Regions from separate parts of the Mus musculus genome. Here region 1 is linked to region 2. A link is a contact called in public HiChIP or PLAC-seq data. All regions are on one chromosome and are shown on one strand. Each heading gives the region's core, a stretch centred on a gene start, on an enhancer-like site or on the middle of the called end of the contact. The rest is flanking DNA. Distances are from core to core; before and after follow the strand shown. Region 1 has its middle 32 kb from the start of Appbp2os. Region 2 holds the start of Usp32 (ubiquitin specific peptidase 32).

Region 1 (4,831 bases), core at 1,643-4,142, 130 kb before region 2:
TTTATATATGTGACCACACTGACGCTCTCTTCAGACACCCCTGAAGAGAGCATCAGATCGCTTTGCAGATGGTTGTGAGCCACCATGTGGTTGCTGGGAACTGAACTCAGGACCTCTGGAAAAGCAATCAATGCTCTTAACCTCTCCAGCCCTCAAACTTTATTTTTAATGATGGTTCTTAAGCGCTTTAACCTCCTTTGCAGCCCACCACCCACCAGAGGTAGTAGAAAAGAAGGATGGAGGCGGCGGTAGAAGGGAGTGGACCTGTATAGTAAGGTTCTTTGGAGCAACTCCCATCTCTGTTATCTGGAAATCGGCAGTTTGGTTCACAAGTTAGCAGGCAGTGGCAGCTCAATCTACTCGCAACACTGCACGGATACACCAGCAGTCCAGTTCGGTAGAGTCAGAATAGCAGCGGTGACTCAGTCTAGCAGAGACAGCCCGGCCTCTGCCTAGGGCAGCAGGAGGAACCAACAGGAACACCAGGAAAAGTTCTCGGCTGTGCGTCTCTCAGGGAAGCGAAGATCATCAAAGACACGAGACCCACAAGTGTTGCACAGCTAGCTGTACCAGCAAGGCAAGCTCTATCTCTGTTGGGCCCTATTTATACCCCCAAACATCACGCGTCCTCCACAGGCCTTGCCTCAGCACAGGTCGGGCCTCAGCAAGTGCATCCAATCAGTCTGAGCCGGAGGAAGCACAAAGAAACTGCAGTCCACCACCAGACAGTTTTTGGTGTGTTTCTCTCTGTGGAGTCCGAAAAATGCAGCTCAACTACAAAATGTAAGGCAGACCAATTCATGCATGTCACTAGCAAAGAATCCTTCATGATGTGTCCTTTCACGTGTTTGTTTTAGCAGAACACCCTCTCCTGTGTCTGCTTCAGTGACACGTTCCTTCCCGAGTCTGCCTCTCATACCCGTGCCCTCTTTTAGGCGCCGTGCCTTCACATGGTTACCCTAGCAAAACACCAGCCAACAGACTTTCCAAAGAACTCCACTCCAGTTTCGGTGTCTCCTCACATCTCCACCATTCAGTCATTCAATTCCCCTCCCTTACAGGCCACGGAAATTAATTGTTTTATGTGTCCTTTCCAGAATATTTGAATTTACAAAAAAAACCAAAAAACAAAAACAAAAACAAAAAACAAAAACCCTCTTCAATATGGGCCAGGAAGATGCTTCAGTGGGTAAAGACACTTTGCCGTGTGAGGCTGACCACCAGAGTTTGATTCCCGGAACATAAGGGTGGAAGGGGCGAACTGGTTCCATGAAATTTTAGATCTCATGGGGGTGCTATAGCAAGCTCCTACACTCCCACCCCATCCATCCATCCATCCATCTTTCTGTCTTTCTATCCATCTATCTATTGTTAAACCTGAAAGCCCCCAAGAGAAAGACCAGCTCCACAACTGTTCAATTAAAGCAAGCTGTATTCTGAGACACACCCAGGACTGTCCAGATGGCTACCTAACCCTAAGTCCAGCTTTAAGAGAGCAACCTGTCCTGGTCTCCTGAAGCCATTTTCTAGGAGCCCTAAGGCCAGAGACTTGGCTGTTACACACTGTGAGAAAGATACAATAAAAGGGGAGGAACAAAGCAAGGATTACATCTTGCGAATGGGGTTGCAAGCAGTTTACATCAGCTCTAAGATCTAACTTATTCTTAATTACAAACAGAAACCTTATTTTTCAAGGTTTTAACACAGGGCAAACAAGGACTTATTCTTTAACTAGAAATTAGGACAGGACAAACAGGAACTTGTTCTTAATTACAAATGTAAACCTTAACTTGCAAGGACTTAACATAGGACAAACAGGGGTTTTTTGTTTTGTTTTGTTTTCCGAGACAGGGTTTCTCTGTGTACCCCTGGCTGTCCAAGAACTCACTCTGTAGACCAGGCTGGCCTCGAACTCAGAAATCTGCCTGCCTCTGCCTCCCGAGTGCTGGGATTAAAGGTGTGCGCCACCATGCCCGGCTAGGGATTTATTTTTAACTGTCTTAACTGCAAGCAGAACTCTTAACATTGCAAGATATATTTTTTCCTGTTTTGGTCTCCTGTTAATTTGCAAAGTATACAGCTCCTGTTTCCCACACACACACACACACACACACACCAACATACGCACGCTCAAATAACACAACATCTCCATATGGCTCTTTGAGGAAGCTGTGTTACAGATGCTGAGGGACTCTGTCTACTCTTGCTCCTGGAACCACTGTTGGCCGCTGCTGAGGAACAGGTCGGTCACAAAGCCACATCTCAGCCATGGCTCTTTCTTTAGAAGACACTCCTGGGTCTCGAGGCTGTTATTTTAGCTTATTAGAGTTACCCTAGACAGAGTGTGGTACCTCATGCCTTTAATCCCAGTACTTGAGAGGCAGAGGCAGGTGGATCTCTGAGTTTGAGGCCAGCCTGGTCTACAGAGTGAGTTCCAGGACAGTCAGATCCAGACAAAGAAACCCCGTTTTGCAAAACACAATAAACAAACCAAAAAAAAGTTACCCTATCAAGGTGTGGTAACCTGATCAGAGGCACAAAGGAAAATTATCTCTGAGTGAAGCAGGGCAGCTCAGATCAGACTCAAATAAAAATAGTGACCTTGCTGGGACAAACCAAAAAACAAACCCCAAAACCCCAAACAGCAAGAAATCGGAACCAACCCTAGCAAGTTCTCAAGCCCTAAAGCCACAAACCGCCTCTGTCACAATGTATGGAATGGGAACGCGCCTGTCCCTTATCACCAGAGGAGGAAAAAATTCACCAGGTGCAAGACAGGGCCAGGAAGTCTCCAAAAGCAATCTGCTCACTGACTCCATGGGAGAACCTCCTCTAACTATGAGGAAGAAATACCTTAAAAATACCATCCTCATGATTCACATAATGACCTCTCTGACAGCCAGATGCAAGGACTGCTCTGTCCCTGTGAGGGACAGCTGCACCTCCCCTGCTGGTGCTGTCCCTATCCCATGACCCTTTTTTCCTTACAATTACGTCTTCCCTCAAAGTTTGTTATCTACTTTCCAGACTTTCTTTCTCTCTCTCTCTCTCTCTCTCTCTCTCTCTCTCTCTCTCTCTCTCTCTCTCTCTGTGTGTGTGTGTGTGTGTGTGTGTGTATGTTTCACACATGATCTCCAACCTGGAGTCCCCCTGTTTCAAGACTGGGGATGGAGGCATCACCACCATGCCCATCTTAGGAAAGGCAAAGCACTTTTCTCTTTTCTTTTAAAAACTACGTTCATTTTTCATTGTGTATGTTTGTGCACCTAAGTGCTGGTGCCCTGGGAGGTAGATTGCCCTGGAGCTAGAGCTACAGCTGCCTGTGCAACACCCAACAGGAGGGCTGGAAATTGAACTCCGGTTCCCCGGAAGAGCGGCGTTCTTAAGCAATGAGCCCCCAAGGGCACAGATCTTAACCCTCCCCCCAACAGTTGTTTTTCCATTCATAACCACACACAGGCGCGTGCACACACACACACACACACACACACACATACACACACACATACACACACATACACACACACACACACACATACACACACACACACACATACACACACACACACACACACACACAGGCACGTGCACACACACACACACACACACACACACACACACACACACACACACACAGCAGTCACACAGAGGAATGAACACTCTGCCCCACCCCTGAACCAGACATCTTTCTAGCTCCTCATCTGAAAAACAGGCACATTTGTAGAATGTATCTCACCTCAGCCATAAATTACAGGTTGCCATCCTGTAACCTGGAACGCCCTATACACTGGATAGTTATGATATTTGTCTTTGAGGTACTAGTTCCTCAGACAGAAGGTGGCTCACACCTTTAAAATCTTGGCACTGAGGCTGGACAGTGGTGGCACATGCCTGTAGTCCCAGCACTTGGGAGGCAGAGGCAGGCAGATCTCTGAGTTCGAGGCCAGCCTGGTCTACAGTGAATTCCAGGACAGCCAGGTCTACACAGAGAAAGCCTGTCTCGAAAAAAAAAAAAAATCTTAGCACTGAGAAGCAGAGGCAGGCAGATCTCTGAGTTCGAGACCAGCCTGGACTACAGAGTTCCAGGACAGGCAGGGCTACACAGAGAAAACCTGTCTCAAAAATACAAAAAAGCAAAGCCAAACAAACAAATAACCCCCCCCACACACACACACAAGCAACCCAACTGAAGAGCTATGGAACACAGTCCTGATTCACTCATCAGAGCAGCCAGAGATGGACCATTTCTAGTGGAGGGGAATCCAAGAATGAGAGGCCACTGGCCCGCACAACCGTGACCACTGAACTGGTGAGAGAATGGATTCTGGCAAGAGGAAAGAAATTCCTACATAGGCTGGAACCACGGGTGTCAGAGGTCGAGCTGAGTTCTCAACTGCCAGGACCAGGCCTCCACAGCCTTAGCCACAGACAGACCGAGATGACAGACCAGGCAGCTTGTGGGGGGGGGCACCCCTCCCCCTTCCTTCCCCTCCTTCTTCCTTGTGTGTAACCCAGGAACAGCACTCTCTCTCAGTAACCCTCCCACCCTGCCTGTCAGCAGCCTGAAAGTCCACAGAACTACCCAGGCATTCATGCATGCTGAGGAATGGCTGTCTTTAGTCAATATTCAAAATGAGTCTTGGTTGGACAGACAAACTTTTCCCACATATCAAGATTATGTTATTTAAAAATAATTTTTTAAGTTGTGTGCAAAAGAGTTGGAGGGGCACCAGTGGAGGCCAGAAGAGGGCGTTGGACCCCTATGGAAGTAAGTGCTCTTAACAACTGGGCTGTTTTTTTCTGCCCCAAATATTTGGGGGTGGGTGTTTTC
Region 2 (4,935 bases), core at 2,139-4,638:
TTTCGCATACCTTAGCCTCTTGAGTGCTTGGGTTAAAGGTGTGTTCTACTGTACTCAGCAGAAAATATCTTGAAATGTATTATCTGCATAAAATAGTTGATGTACTGCAAATACAATTATAATACAAGTGTTTTCATCTTTAGGCTATGTAAACTATAAGGTAAGAAGTCCATAATACTGAAAAATCAATTCACTTACTGGATAGTCAAGACTTCATAGGGCACTGGCCTCTCTGGCAGTCAAGTTACTCATAGATCAGGTTGATCTACCCTTCTTTATTATATTGGCTTATCTCTATTGTAGCTATGGTTTTTTGGCAAGTACTACAATGACTCTGACCTCTTCTTATGTCATTCTCCAGGAATAAAAACTAAAGAACATTGTCATTTACGTTGCCCTCTCATAAGCACAAATGACACACTAATCTCTCATGCTTTAAATATTTGTATGGATAACCTTTTCACAGGCATGTAATTACAGCTAAAGGAATGGTTTCCTAAGTACAACTTAATGCTTAAAGTGAGGTAGCTGGCTAACTCTTCAATGGATTAAGTGAAATTGAACAAACTAAATGATTAATAGAATTCCTTCAGCATGACAGGAAGACTATATTTTCTGCATCATCAAACATAAGTATTGTATCAATTTTAAGTTATAGGGAGACGGTTAACATTTGACTACATGATGTGATACAAACCAGAGGCGGGTTCTTATCCCAGTTTAACATTTAAAATTCTCATCAGACATAACTATTCTCCCTGCTTTCTTTAATAATGTGTAATAATGGAATGAAACATTTTTATGATCTTCGGGACAAGCTAGGCCTGTATTCCAAGAATAAAATCTTTTTAAAATATACATTGTGTTTTAAGACAGGACATTGTTATGTATATGCAACTGGCCTTGAACTTTGTGATTCTCTTGCCTCTATGGCCCAGGTACTGGAATTATAGGTGCAAGCAGACACTCCCAGGAAAGGACAAAGTCTTGAAAGTTTTACGCATTACTTTAAACTTGATTAAGTTTTAATCTAGTCTTCCCAGATGTTTTTGTGGCAATTAACTCTTAATTCAAATTCTAACAAAAGTCCCAGCTTTCGAGTGGGGTAGTGCCACAAGGGGAGAAAATAATTTGCTCTGAACTAATTCAACTGTGCAGTTTTACAGCCAGACCCGTGCTTAGTAAAGTGAGAGCATCTTAATGTACTATTTGATAAGGCGGCAACGCATACTGTATCTTGCATCTGAACTCGTAAGGATTTTTGCTCCTCACAGCTGAAAGCTTTAGTTTCCCTTCAAAATAATCTATTTCAGAATTCATACTGTATAGGATGACTGTTTTGTCTGAGGCTACACTGAACGGATCACATGGAAATGAAAGGGTTTGGATTATATCCTCAACTTCCTGATCCATGGGCTTTTAGTACTACAACTAATCTCAGGTCTTACTGAGTGCCTCAGAGAACTGGAAAAGGCAGTGTTGTGACTAAGGCTACCACGCTGGAGATCTGGTCCACCAGGAAAGTAGAGAAACACTTTTCGCTGGCAGGGCATGTGACTATCAGTCGGCTTCAGGAACTGAAATCATTTTTTGCCGGGCCTAAATGATCTAATTGGCACCTCCAGTCTCCTCAGATCAAACAGCTATTGTTTTCAATGTTTCCTTATTGAGAAGCTTCATGGCATGACTTTCTTTTTTTTTTTTTTTTTTCTGTTTTCTTTTGCCAGTATTTATTTTTATTTTTATTTTTTTTTCCATTTTTTATTAGGTATTTAACTCATTTACATTTCCAATGCTATACCAAAAGTCCCCCATATCCACCCACCCAATGGCATGACTTTCATGGTGAAGACAGATACACATCAGAGTGAAAATGAAATGGGAACCAGGTGTGGGGCATAGGCTTCCAACATCTGGAGGCAGAGACAGGAGGACTGCCACAAGTCCCAGTCCAGGCAACTGCTAGAACTTGTCTCACTGGTTCCCCCACCCAGAAAAAGGAAATGGAAAAACATTCCATTGTGTTTATACACCACATTTTGTTTACTAACTTATGACATTTATTTTTAACGTTTTGACTATTGTATATACTATAAATGCTGAGTGCATAAATAGCTGTTCACACATCCCTTTAAAGACATACTTCGGGACTATATACTGAGAAGTGGAATTGCTGAACCACATGCCTGATATGCTACAACACAATGAGCCATGTTAAGTGAAATAAGCCAGTCACAGGAGAAATGTAGTTGCCTTGATGAACCAACATTACTGTTGAAAGTTTCAGTTCTCTACTAGATCAAGTAGTCCTGAAGATAAACTAAGACTGAATAACGATGTAAATGTTAATGCTACTAAATTCACACACACACACTATATACATATGTATTATACATAAAATATATGTATTTTAAAGCAAGCTACTCAGTTTTGAACTGTCTCATTTTTAGAGGGCAAGTGTTTGGTTGAAGCATGAAGGTGGCAGGGCTGGGTGTGGTGTTTCTTGTAGAACCAGTACATGGGAAACTGAGGCACGCGAATCTACAAGTTCGAGGACAGCCTGGGTTACAAAGCAGAACCCTGCGTCAGAAACAAACACCCAAAACAAAACATCTAATGCGGCTTAAAAAAATTGGGGGAGGGAGGCAACAGGTTCAGAGGGAAAAATGGACCAACATAGTGGCTTGGGCCTCTGAAAGAAAAGCTAAGGCAGCCGCGTTTGGAGAATGGGAAGGCGTAGAAAGTAAAATACTGCGACAAGGTCCACTGCCCTGTCCTGAGGCTCCATCTCTAGAAGGAAAAAGAGGTATCTTCTCAGAGAAGCCGTGAGTCTCATCTTCCACTTCTGCCAACATCCCCCGAACGTTAGGGGTCCCCCGCCTGCCCGCTCCTTTTGTCGCCCGCACCGCTTTCCTCAGACCCCCCCTGCTCCCTAACATTCCCCTAGTCTTCCAAGGTGGGTCGCGGCCACCGCAGCACCAACCGTCATCGCTCCGGCCCCGCCCGTCGAACGCCAGAACGTGGGGGGCGGGAAGACCCGTCCTCGGGCGCCCCGGAAGTCACTGCCCTCTTGGCCAGCTGAGCGCCGCGGCGGGATTCGAGGCCTAGGATTGGCAGGAAGATAGGGATGACGTGCTACGTGTGGCGAGGCCGCCCCGCCCCCCCTGCGCGCTCTTAGCGTGGGGTGGGGCGGAGCGTGGCCCCCCGGCGGCCATTACCCGGAACCGTCCCGGGCCTTGGGTCAGGTGACCCGCGGCGGTGCTGGCGGGAGGGCGGGGTGGGGGCGGAAGGGAGGAGAGGAGGAGTGAGGCGAGACGCGAAGGGAGGAGAGAGAGGAGAAGGGCGGAGTAGGAGGGAGGGGAAGGGGGCGGGGTGGGAGCGGGTCACGTGACTCGGCATGGAGGCGGCGGCGGCGGCCGGGAGGAGTCGCTGGGGCAGAAGCCGCACTTGTTAGTGTTGGGGGAGGAGGGGGCCGGGGACGCCGACACCGTCAGCCGGCGACGCCGCGAAGGAGGCGGGAGGGGGGTGGGGGCGAAAGCAGGCTCCGACCCCCGGCCGAGGGGATGAGGGGAGCATGGGCGCCAAGGAGTCACGGATCGGATTCCTCAGCTACGAGGAGGCGCTGAGGAGAGGTGAGGGGGAGGGGTCGAGTGAGCTGCGGGGAGGCCAGCGCGGAGCGCCCAGGGGTGGGTGGCCGGAGGGAGAGGAGGCTGGGGCGTGGGGTGCCTGGCGAAGGACCCGGGAGGCCAGCCGTGGGAATATCGAGGGCAGGGAGGTGGAAGGGGAAGCGGGGTGTGGGAATTGGGGCACTAGGGGAGGGGGCGAAGCTTTGGCAGTGACGGGGGTACCGGGCGCTGGCTGGCCATTGCCGGTGCACTCGGTTGGCGTTGTTATCTTGTTTAGGTGCAGGGAAGCCCTGACCATCGGTTCTTGGGTGGCTCAACCCTTCCAGGCCCCCTCATCCTTCAGTGCCATTTTCTCATATCACTCTTTCATTTAAAAAAAAAAAAAAAAGCCTCCGACAACATCCTAATCTGGTTTCTAACAGCATTGGCTGGAGGAGAAGACAGGGCGTTCTGTTTTGCTCCTGGAAGTCCTTTTCTATTAGGGAGCCTCTGGTTTTCCCAGGGTCTTTGCCTCTCTGTTGAGGGCGATGACTATCCTTCCATTTACTCCTGCCATCCTTCACCCTTTGAGCGGTTGACTTTGATTAAGAACGACCTGAAAGTGAAGTTGTGTTTAAGGTGAGAACAGATTAGACAGCTGATGTTCATAAGACCTTGTCTTAGGTTTCCTCTCCTCGGACATTGATCAGACGGTTTTAGTACACTTGATTCCCAGTTCTTACCCCCTCGCTCCCTTAAAATGGCATTCGGAAACCCAGCATTGTGATACTGTATTACAGCTCCCTTCAGAGACTGGCCTTGCTGTCAACGGCTGCTGCTCTTGGCTCTGATTCACACTGTGTTGTTAATAGCCCCCAACCCCCTACCACTTACTCTGATACGATTGTCAGTGTAAAGCTCGTGCTAACTGGAAGTGTCTTGCACAGTTTATGGCCGGAATGTGACTTAATTTTTCATGACTGAGATTTGAGAGTGTGTCTGTGTGGTGCTTGTAGTTCTCTTTGATGTTTAATGGATTTTCTTGGTAAGAAGTGAAAAACATTAAGCAGATTAGTGGCCAGACATTATTGTTAACAGATTTCTAAGACCAAAATAAATAAATAAATAAATAAATAAGTAAATTCAGTCATGCGCCAGGTGTTTTTAGTAGCTTGGGATAGAAACTTAAAATATGATGAAAAAGACATTTTAAAGTGAGGATTTAGAAATGAGATCTAGTTCATATACAAAGAGAAATAAGTTCATTGGACCCACAACCTAATAAACAGAAAATAAGATACAGAATTGTAGCTGCATCAATTTTGGGGCT

The links. HiChIP or PLAC-seq counts read pairs in DNA pulled down with a chosen protein or histone mark.
Region 1: a contact with region 2 is called in an H3K27ac HiChIP or PLAC-seq map of trophoblast stem cells, with 14 read pairs. The contact joins the enhancer-like site here to the promoter of Usp32 in region 2. A contact is called at or near these places in 2 of 15 datasets of contacts at CTCF or cohesin (the NIH/3T3 cell line and large pre-B cells), 3 of 115 datasets of contacts at active chromatin or transcription factors (the SCID.adh cell line, extraembryonic endoderm stem cells and trophoblast stem cells) and 2 of 9 other capture datasets (adipose tissue and liver).

What each region holds. Positions count from the first base shown.
Region 1 is chr11:85,264,397-85,269,227 of GRCm38.p6, reverse strand. No RefSeq gene overlaps it. Among named protein-coding and RNA genes, the nearest start is that of Appbp2os, 32 kb to the right of the region's middle. Within about 2 kb of position 2,892, at least 26 of the 459 cell types and tissues checked have an H3K27ac peak or open chromatin away from gene starts, as enhancers often do. A contact at or near this core is called in extraembryonic endoderm stem cells and trophoblast stem cells, where this site is marked.
Region 2 is chr11:85,138,408-85,143,342 of GRCm38.p6, reverse strand. Usp32 (ubiquitin specific peptidase 32) reads left to right here and starts at 3,388. Exons shown (of 34, transcript NM_001029934.1): 1 at 3,388-3,632. The coding sequence starts at 3,575. It also overlaps a transcript of 1700125H20Rik not described here.